Regions from separate parts of the Sus scrofa genome. Here regions 2 and 3 are each linked to region 1. Evidence: chromatin contacts called from public HiChIP or PLAC-seq and promoter capture Hi-C data. All regions are on one chromosome and are shown on one strand. Each heading gives the region's core, a stretch centred on a gene start, on an enhancer-like site or on the middle of the called end of the contact. The rest is flanking DNA. Distances are from core to core; before and after follow the strand shown.

Region 1 (3,176 bases), core at 233-2,732:
GTATGTGTGCCAACCGAAGGGCTCCCACAGCCCACGTCTTAGTGAGGTTTCTCTCTTGTTGGATCTAGGACCAATGGTGGCTGCATGTTTTCCCACAAGGTCCAGTCCAAGTTAGTGGGATCAAAGATCTGGACTTCATCTCTAAAGGGCCCCATGCCCGGGACAACCAGTCTCAAGGCAAGGCATTGCCCAGCTAGCAAGCATTCCCTGCAGTCCGTTTTCATCCCAAGACCAACACAAACCTACACACAGGGAAGGTCGGGGAAGAGACAAAAGTCCTCGCCAAGATCCTGCAGGACCCAAGCTGCCAGAGCTGTAGGACCTCTGGAGAGCCGCTCGCTTGCAAGCGGGAGAAGTCAGCATTTAAACGCCATTCAATAAAGCAAAAGCTGTTACGGGGCTCAGAGAGGGTAAGCAGGCAGGAGATATGTGTGCAAGGGGTGTCAGCGAAGTCACAGAGTTCTGGAAGGTCAGAGTTGGCTAGATCCTTTGAGACAGCGGGGAAACTGGGGCCCAGAGAGCGCATCCCTGCTGTACCTCAGGGCCAGTCCTAACTCGCTGATGCTTCAAATGGCTTCCAACACGCCCAGGGACTAAATTAACCTCACTCACGTGTATAATGAGAGAAGAATCAGACCTGAATAACCAAGATTCTAAACGGAGAAAGACGGAAGACAAGCCCTCGCGGCCTCCCAACCCGCCAGCTTCAGGAATCCTAGCTCCTTCCCATTCCAGGCGCCTGCATGGGGGGAAGCCTCCAGTGTACCGGCAAAGTCCGATTCGCCACCTGCGCTGGGACAGGTGGCAAAGCGATCCGCTAGAGAGAAACTCGAGGAGGAAGGGCGGCCTGGAACGGATTCCCAAGAGGGCCAATGCAAGGCGGGCCGGGACACGTGACCGCCTCGGGCGAGATTCCACAAGGACACTAGGGAGGTGACACTCTGCCCGCCGCAGCCACTCAACCCGCGAGTGCGGGCCCCCACCCCGCCGCAAGATGCAGACCCCTGGGGGAGCCAGACCAGGGCCAGCTTGGGCTAACCTAGTCACTGACAGCCGAAGTGGCCAATCAACGTCGGTCCGCACCACTCTCCCCTCCTCTCGCGGGGCCTGTGGCCAATGGGGCTCCAGGACGCTCTGAGAGCCGCGGCTGCCAGACCTGCCTAGCGGAGATGCAAGCACCCCCCTCGGCGAGGGCCGCGGCTTCCCCCGTGGCCCGCTCCCTCTTCTCACCTCCCAGGGACGGCAGAGGAGGGCTGGCCTGAGCACTGCCTTCGCCGCGCCGCCTGCAGCCGTCGCCACCTTCAGCGCCATGACAGAAAGTGAGAACCGCAGCAGGTCTCGACCCTCAAATGCCACTCTCGCGAGAGTTCACCGGAGCGCGCGCTCCGGGGAGTGGGCGTGGGCCCGGCCGAGCGCACGCACGCGACCGCGCCGGTTCCCACGCCCTCTTCCGGCTCCGACTGCGCGGCTGTGGCCGCCATTTTGCGGGGGCGGCCCGCCGGGCCCCGGGTCCGGGGAGGGGACACGTCAGTGCCGCCAGTGACGTCACCGGCCCGCCGGCGCCAGATTGGCTGCTGCGGTCGCTTACGCGTCGCGCTTCCTCGTCTGCTCCTCGTGTTCAGGGGAGTCGCTCTCTTTTTTCCTCGGCAGAGAAGAGGCGATGGCGGCGCTGGCATCTCTCGGCGCCCTGGCGCTACTCCTGCTGTCCGGCCTCTCCTGCTGCTCAGGTAGCGGCCTGGCCGGGGCTCGTTTCTGGCGAGCCTCTCTCCCACGACTGGTGGTGCGTCGGGGGAGGACGGGTGCGGGCGAAGCGGGGGTCTGGGCCTTCTTCCTCCGAGAGGCAGGTGGTCTCTGGTCGCGGCGGCCGGGGCCACTACGCGCTCCTGCCGTACACGTTTGTCCAGCAGCCAGGCTGCTGGAAGAAACAGCCAGATCTTTCCCCTGTCTGCTCCCGCGAGGAAGAGTCCCAGAGCCTCTCCCGTGCGCCTGGCCCCAGCTCCAGCAGGGAAAGTGACACACGTCCCTGCTCCCACTTCCAAAGCTCCTGGTCCCGAAGGGGGGTCGAACTGGAGCAAAGCTCTGCAGCGCGGGGTGATCGGACCGAGAAACTGGGCTGGTGGAGAGGAACCACCTGAGCCGGTGCGGTGGGGCCAGGCCTCCTCAGGAAGGGAGCGCTGAGTGACGAGAGGGGGCAGGGACGGTCCAGGCAGAGGGGCCGAGAGTGCGGGCGAGTTCGAAAGGAACTGAAGAGGGAAAGATGAGCCGGCCTAGGGTGCCGGGCCAGACGGCGTTTATTTTCTTCCCTTGGCCTTGATGTATCCTTATAGGGCTCTTCAGCAGAGCTGAAGCACAGTCACATGGATTAACATGCTTGGGAGATTAACACTTAGTGGCAGGGTTGAGCTCAGACTGGAGTCCAGAAGTGTGTAGAGCAGGAGGTCTTTGCAGGAGCCCCCACTGGGCCTCGGGGCCTGCAATGGGTCAGGGCCACTTTTGTGCATTTATCATACCTGCCCTAGTTCAGGCCAGCACCCTTGGTGCCCGGAGTGTCTAACCAGCCTAAGTGGCCTCACTGCCTGCTCTCTTCTCATGTGCTCATCGGGAATTCCCACGCCATGGCCAGTGATACCTGGAGAGGACAAACCTGACTCTAAAACCCCTTGGTGCTCCATCGTGTCCTTAGGGAAAAGCTTAGCAAAGCAGAGAAGGATCTGTGAGCTGGGGCTCCTGAGAGCCACCTGCCCATGTCCCCAGGCATCTTCCTCCTACCATTCCAGACCCATAGCCTCCTGCCTCGGCCAAAGTCATGGCCCTGCCTGGACACCACACTCCAGCAGTTGGCGCCTTGTGGCTTAGATGGCGCCTCTCCTTCCTTGCGGCCTCTAGCAGCGTGGCCGTGGCTAAGGCAGGATCTTTTCTCTCTGGGCAGCCCTGTTCAAGGGGACACGCCGTACCTCTGGATCCAGAACCTCTCCCATTTCCTTTCTTTGGGAAATGCCAGGGCCGTCTCGGTCTTCTGACAGTGTCTGGGGCAGAGACTTCATTTTGGAAGCCCCCCCGTGTTGCCAGCAGCACCGTGCTGTGTGGCTGCCGAGACACACTCAGTCAACTGTCCAGGGCCATGCGTGACTCTGAATTGAGGTCAGCCTGGCCCCCGGGCTTCTGGGGTGCCCCAG
Region 2 (3,124 bases), core at 244-2,743, 160 kb after region 1:
CTTCTTCTTGCTCACCCCGTCTCCTCAAGAGCCTCCTGAAACTGCCGAGCGCCTGGGCCCGAGAAGCTGGAGGCCGCCGAGTCCCGCCGCCCTGACTCCTTGCCTGGGAGCTCCCACTTACAAGCTCGAGCGGGAGGCCCTGGGAGCCGCCATCTTGAGCCGCCTCTCTCTCCTCCCTTCCTCAGTCGTAGCCCTCCCCCGCCGGAAATGGCGGAGCCCCGGCCCGGTTCCCACACCCCCCAAGTCCCCTGCACTGGCCGGCTTCCGGGGCGGGTGGAAAGCAGCCACAAGCGCCGCGGTCGTCCCAGCCCCGCCGGCGCTCAGACCACAATTGTGGGAGCCGCCATCTTGAGACCGTCCCGCTTCCCCGCCCAGCGCTTAGTGCAGCGGCCGCTCCCGAAACAGCCTCGACACTCTTAAGGAATAGAGTCGCGCCAGAGGCCAGTGGACCGAGCCCGAATTCTCGACGGCTGCTCGGAGGCCCACGCCGTACGGCTCGTGAGGTCTCGAAGCTCTCCCCTTAGTCCGCCTCTGCGGCTCAGGCTGAGCCTGCCGCCCTGGGAGCCGCCATCTTGAGACAAGCTCCCCCTTCCCCCCTATTCTCTTCCTCCTGGGTCAGTTCTTCCACTGCAAACCAAACGCAAGGCAGCGTCCGATCCTCGCTTCCCTCCTTATGACTCCTTCCCACAGGAGCCGCTCCAAAGAGGTAGAGTTAGGCCCCGAAGTGGCAACTGTACGGCAGGAGGAGCGGTAACGGCAGGGCGCTCATGCCTCCTCCCTGGGAGCCGCCATCTTGTGTGAAGAAGTAACAACTAAACATGGCGGCGGCGGCGGTCGGGCGAGGGGGCGGAGTCGGGCGACGTCACTGTTTTCCCCACCACCACCTCTCCCCCGCCCTCGCGGGCTTCTCCATCCGGCCGAGGCCTCTTAAAGGAACCTCGCGGCGAGGGACCAGGGCTGCTGCGCGCTTGGCTTGGAATCAGGCCGCGCTGGGGTCAGGCACAGGCGTGCCCAGCCCTGGGGCCCCCCGAGAGCCCCTCCACGCCTCCGCCCTGGGAGCCGCCATCTTGCCACTTCCCCTCGCCCGGCCGTCCTCGGGCGTCAATAGCGACTTTCAGCACAAAACAAAGATGGCGGCTGCGGCATCTGGGGAATGCCCGGATGAGAAGGCCTCAGACGGGGTTGGCCCCGCCCCCCATGGGAACTGCCCCCTGGGTCGCTGAAGGGACACACTCTAGAGGCGTCGCCTTTAACTAGCAGTGGGGACAGGAACAGAGGCTGCTGAAGGCGGCTGGCGGGACACATTCGAGTCAGTCCTAGGGTCGAGGGAGCGGACGTGTTTCTGCTCCGCACACCCAGCTGCCTCAGAGCGGCGGCCCGAAGCCCGCCGCCGGGGGGAGCCGGGGGCGGGGCGGGAGTGGGCGGGAACGCGGCCGGGCGCGCGGCGCCGGGGGCGGAGCCCTCCCAGGCTCCCAGGCCGCCGCCCCGCCTCCAGGCGGGGGCGCCGCCGCAACCGCCGGCGCCCCAAGGAGACGAGCCGGGCCGCCGCGCGCCGGGCAGGCCCCCCGCTCCTCTGGCTGTCGGGCGGGCAGCCCGGCCTGCGGCGCCTGAGCCGGGCGGGCGGGCGCAGGGGAGCTCCGCGTCGCCTCGCGTCACCCCGCGTCACCGCCCGCCCCGCCCGCTTCCCAGAGCCTGCGCCCCGCCCCGCGCGCAAGCGCACAGCCGCCTTTCGGGTCCGCCCTTTTTCGAGATTTGAATTTCCCCCAGCAAAGCCGAGAGGCCAAATACCCGGATGGTGCTCGCTGGCCTTTTCGCGCCAATACTGTAAGTTCTCATAACAACCTTCAGAGGTGGGTACTGGCGTCACCCCCACGTTCCAAATCTTGCAGGAGACCGTCTCGTCGCAGCACCTTCATGGTCACTGCCAGACGCAGGCTGTAATGCGCTGCTGTCCGGGGTCTTGGAGTGACAGCAGGTGAACTTCCCAGATTCTGTCCTCTTTATTTCATCTTGACATCCACCAACCTCTAGCCGAAAGTTGGCCTGTCCTACAATTCCAAGTGTAGGCAGCCAAGCCCAGAGCGTTAGCCTGGTGACTATGTCACCAAAAGAAATGATGAGAGATCATTTTAGATCAGATGGCTTTTCCTATGGAGATCCTGAAATTAATTACAAGACCTACTGGCAGGCTGAATAACTGCTTTGAAATTACCGTAGTTATTCAGCCTCCCGCAGAGCCTGTCATTTAACCTGTTAATAAAGAAGCACAGGAGTTCCCTGGCGGCCCAGTGGGTTAAAGATTTGGTGTTGTCATGGCTGTTGCTCCAGTTCCATCCCTGGTTTGAGAACGTCCTCATGCCCCAGGTGGGGCCAAAAAAAAAAGAAGAAGCAAGCACATATATTATCACACATTTTCAAAAATGTTTTAATACCTGTCTTTAGACGTATTAAATTTATGTTGGAATTTTCTGTCGTAGTTTATGCATCTGGAGGCATTTGTTTGAGAACGGCCAAAGAGTCCTGTGACGCAGCTAAAGACGAGAGCCCTCACCTGTGTTTGTGTGGCCTCTGACCATTCACAGCACCGCTCTGGCCCCAGGTCCTTCCCCTGTAAAATAAGGAAGCCGAGCTGCTGGTTCCCAGGGAACTCGCCCCCGTGCAGTGACTCTCTTCTCAGAGTTCAAGAGTCACGGTGCTGGCTCTAGGCTCCTTGGACATCCGGGTGGCCCCTGATCTGCAGAAGGGCAGCAAGGGTGGTCCAGGGAGTCCGGGGCACAGCAAGCATTTATTAGAGATGCTCCCGGCCGAAGAAGCCAGTACTGCAACAGGTGATGGTGGCTCCTGACCCAGGAAGCAGGAGCACTTCTTAACGCTCAGCCAGGAGTTGTCATGTTTTGCAGGACTTCCCCCAAAGACCCCAGAACCAGCACCCGCGGGGATAATGCTCTTGAGCCCGCTGGCCATCCTGTGCTGAAGGAGGCTGGGAAGAACGTGGAGTGTTGGGTCCCAAGGCTCCTGGCAGCTCAGGGGTACAGCGGAGCTGGGCCATAAGGTCCCCAGCGTGGTCTTCTGGGTGGACCTGGAAAGCAGGTTTCCCTTTCCGTTTGCACAGCGGCCGGAGAGG
Region 3 (3,172 bases), core at 659-3,158, 250 kb after region 1:
AGGCTCCCTGACTGGACTTTTAAGTACAAGTCCTAAAAAGCCCATAAACAAGCCTATTTCCCTGAATCCCTGGTGGAAATTCCCAAGAGACCTAAAAAAATCCGGATCTGGTTGGCTGGTTGTCTGCAATAAGGATCCAGCATGTTTCAAACAACCCAAGAGGAGCAGTTAATCTCATTGTTAAGTGAAATCACTAAGACGCAGATGAAAATTCTGGCTTTGAAACCCAAATTTCTCCCCTAGAGTAATTGTCCATTAACAATGAATTCTCCTCCCAAGGCCTGAATATGCTTCCTTTTTGTAGAATGACAAAATGCCTAAAAGTTGTGAGAGTCCTACAAAGTCTAAGCCACTCAGCCTCACGGGCTAGTAGGTTTGGTTCCACGATCACCAAGCACTCCCTGAATTCGATCCTACCATCTCACAATGTGGGGCACTGATCCTGCACAGCAAAGACACAACATGGGAATGGCTCTACAGAGCCCGTTCCTGTTCCTGGAAAAATAATCAGAAGCACACATCTGCCTGACCATGAGTCAGGAATATCATTTTTGTGGTGGAGCCCATTTCTGCTGTGACCAATCTACACCAAACACACAACAGAAGCGACGGCCACAGAGGTATGTTCCAGAGCAAGCTCCCCCCCCACCCCCGCCCCGTTGATCCACACTTGGTAATGCCATAAACGGTCTCCTCCGTCAAAGCAATCTTTAGACTCTTCACAGTGACCTTAAGTCTTCAGTGCAAACCCACAGAAAACATTGCCACGCCACGTACAAGTCACCTGAATTTCAGTTTGGGTGATTCAGTCAGAACCACACGAAAAAGAAAAGAAACTTTCGGGGACAACTGACAGGAACCACAGAGGGGCGATGAAATTGCCCCATCCGGGGCTGGGGATCGTGAGCAAGGCGCGCTCCGCGGCTCTGGAAGCCGGTCACATACTATGTCCCACTCCACTTATGTAACTGGAAGATCGCCGGCGAACGGGGGGAGGAGGGGAGGGCGCTCAGATTCTGAGGCCACAGCACCCCCAAAGACCCTGGGGGCGAGCTCCCACCGAAGAGCCTCAGGTGCTGCCGGACACGCAGTCCCCGACCCACGGCTCCTGATGGTAACTATAACCGCCTCTTTATGATGAGCCGTGGGACCAGGAACACAATGTCTAGCGCCTTTTGTGGGTGGACAATAATTCCCACCTACTTGTTCCTGCTAGATGCGAAAGGAACTCGCTCGCAGTGGGGGCAGAAAGTCATGGAATGGGCGAGAAGGAGGGGGAGGCAAAGCCTGGAGATGGGGGTGAGAGCGCCGGAGCCCTTGTGGCGCACTCTCCCGACGGGAGGCGGACTGCGCACGCGCGTCGGTGGGGGGGCCGAGTAACGGGAGAGGGGGCGCGCGAGGGAGGGAGACGCGAAAGCGCGATCCAGGGAGAGGCCGGGGCCGCGGGCGCGCGACGGCGCCGCGGGCCCGAAGCCCCGCGAAGGGCACGACGCGCGCGCAGCCCCGACAGGCGAAGCCCCGGCGACAGGGGCGCCCGCGGGGCCAGGGGCCGGGATGCGCGCCGAAGGCGGGAGGGAGGGAGGGAGGGGGGAACCAGGCGAAGGCTGCCCTGGGAGGCTGCGCCGAGGACGGTCACCCGCAAGTGCGGGTAACGGGCCGAGGGGGGGGGGCCGTCACCAGCGGGAGGGGGAGGGTAAGAGAGGAGGGACGCCATCCGCCAGCCGTGTCGCCCGACCCCGCGGGCCCCTCCCGCGCCACGTCCCGCCCCTACCCCCGCCCCCCAGCAAGGGTCCCCGCCCGCGGCCGCAGCGGTCCCACTCACAGTCTCTCCTCCTCGCCTCCTCCTCCTCCTCCGCTCGGCGCGGCAGCGGCGGCGGCGGCCATTTTCCGGACGGCTTTTACCACAGCCCTCTCTCCGAGAGGAGGGAGCGCGCGCGCCGCCGACGCCGAGACCCCGCACGGCCGACGTCGCGCCCCGCCCTCCCGGCCGGCCTGCGCGCTGCTGCACCTGCGCACCCGCGCCCGGCCCCCGGCGCCGCCGCGAGCCCGCACGCCATTGGGTGCGGCGCCCGGGGTGGGGCGGGGTCTCGGCGGCGACGCCGCCAATTGGCGGGAGATCGTGTCCATTCCGGCAAGGGAAAAGGGGGCGGACGCCCCGTCTAGCTGCGGATTGGCTGCCAACGGCCGTCATTTGGGAAAAAGAAGCGGCTTGGGCTCCGGGGGGCTGGTTTAGTGGGCGGAATTTGAATATTAAGGATTAATGGGCCCTTGCGGATGCTGGAGCAAAGCTAGGCCTAGGCTCGGGACGCTTGTTTGCGCGGCCATGCCGGGCCCTCGACCCGCTGTCCACAAACACACCCAGTACGCCGCTATACGTGTTTCACCGCACCCGCATTTTCTCCACATTACCACCTTCAGTACAAGCAGCAAAGTTGCCTGACATTGTTCCAGCCGAGGGACCTTGGTTTAAGAGGCCTACCCAATGCATTCTTACATCTGACCTGTAGTGTGCCACACAATCACAGGGGCAGGGAATAAACTGAGGAACAAATCACAGCCTTGATCTTCTTGAAACTCTGATGGGGGAAGAGCCAAGGCTGCAGATAGTCTGGTGGAGGTGGGCAGAAGGCACAATGGAAGCACAAAGGCAGCAGCCCTTAACTGCCTGCACAGGAGAGGAAAGACTTCTAGAAGAAGTGATTTGGGAGCTAAGATCCACAGTGCCGGTGAGAAAAATATTTAAGAGTATGAGAAAAGTTTTAGCTAATGGAGTGTTCAGGATAGGCCTGTTTGTCTAGGCGACCTTACTCTGATTCCAGCTATCATCCGATTCATCCAGTGACCCTTGAGCTAGGGTCAAGGAACCCTCTGATTCTGATGTGGCTCCTTACCCTCTGTTAATTTATTAAATACACGTTATGGAAGACACTGTTCCAGGCTCTGGATGCACAGTACTGAATAAGACAGCAAAACTATCATTCCTGTGGGGGAGGCTTCATACAAAGCAATATGTACAAATAAGTGTGTAATATGTCTCCTAGTGATAAGCGCTTTCAGACAGATAAAGCAAGGGTAAAGGGGGTGCTGCTTATATAACCACAGGCTTTTGCTCACATATTATTCCCCATATGGCTATCTGGGGAGAGAAGAAGATGTTGGGCAAGTTCAAAGG

What was found. Promoter capture Hi-C pulls out the DNA fragments that hold promoters and counts their contacts. HiChIP or PLAC-seq counts read pairs in DNA pulled down with a chosen protein or histone mark.
Region 2: a contact with region 1 is called in an H3K27ac HiChIP or PLAC-seq map of alveolar macrophages. The contact joins the promoter of HCFC1 here to the promoter of SSR4 in region 1. A contact is called at or near these places in 3 of 5 promoter capture datasets (fetal liver, fetal skeletal muscle and liver), 1 of 47 Hi-C or Micro-C datasets (fetal liver) and 2 of 2 datasets of contacts at active chromatin or transcription factors (alveolar macrophages and skeletal muscle).
Region 3: a contact with region 1 is called in a promoter capture Hi-C map of liver, with 2.1 times the contacts expected there. The contact joins the promoter of MECP2 here to the promoter of SSR4 in region 1. A contact is called at or near these places in 1 of 5 promoter capture datasets (liver) and 1 of 47 Hi-C or Micro-C datasets (heart right ventricle).

What each region holds. Positions count from the first base shown.
Region 1 is chrX:124,536,063-124,539,238 of Sscrofa11.1, forward strand. It overlaps SSR4 (translocon-associated protein subunit delta), which reads left to right and starts at 1,483. Exons shown (of 6, transcript XM_003135482.5): 1 at 1,483-1,727. The coding sequence starts at 1,661. IDH3G (isocitrate dehydrogenase [NAD] subunit gamma, mitochondrial) reads right to left here and starts at 1,508. Exons shown (of 13, transcript XM_003135497.4): 1 at 1,231-1,508. The coding sequence starts at 1,311.
Region 2 is chrX:124,693,353-124,696,476 of Sscrofa11.1, forward strand. HCFC1 (host cell factor 1) reads right to left here and starts at 1,494. Exons shown (of 27, transcript XM_003135485.5): 1 at 1-1,494. TMEM187 (transmembrane protein 187) reads left to right here and starts at 1,698. Exons shown (of 4, transcript XM_003135487.4): 1 at 1,698-1,824.
Region 3 is chrX:124,787,155-124,790,326 of Sscrofa11.1, forward strand. MECP2 (methyl-CpG-binding protein 2) reads right to left here and starts at 1,909. Exons shown (of 5, transcript XM_021080802.1): 1 at 1,823-1,909.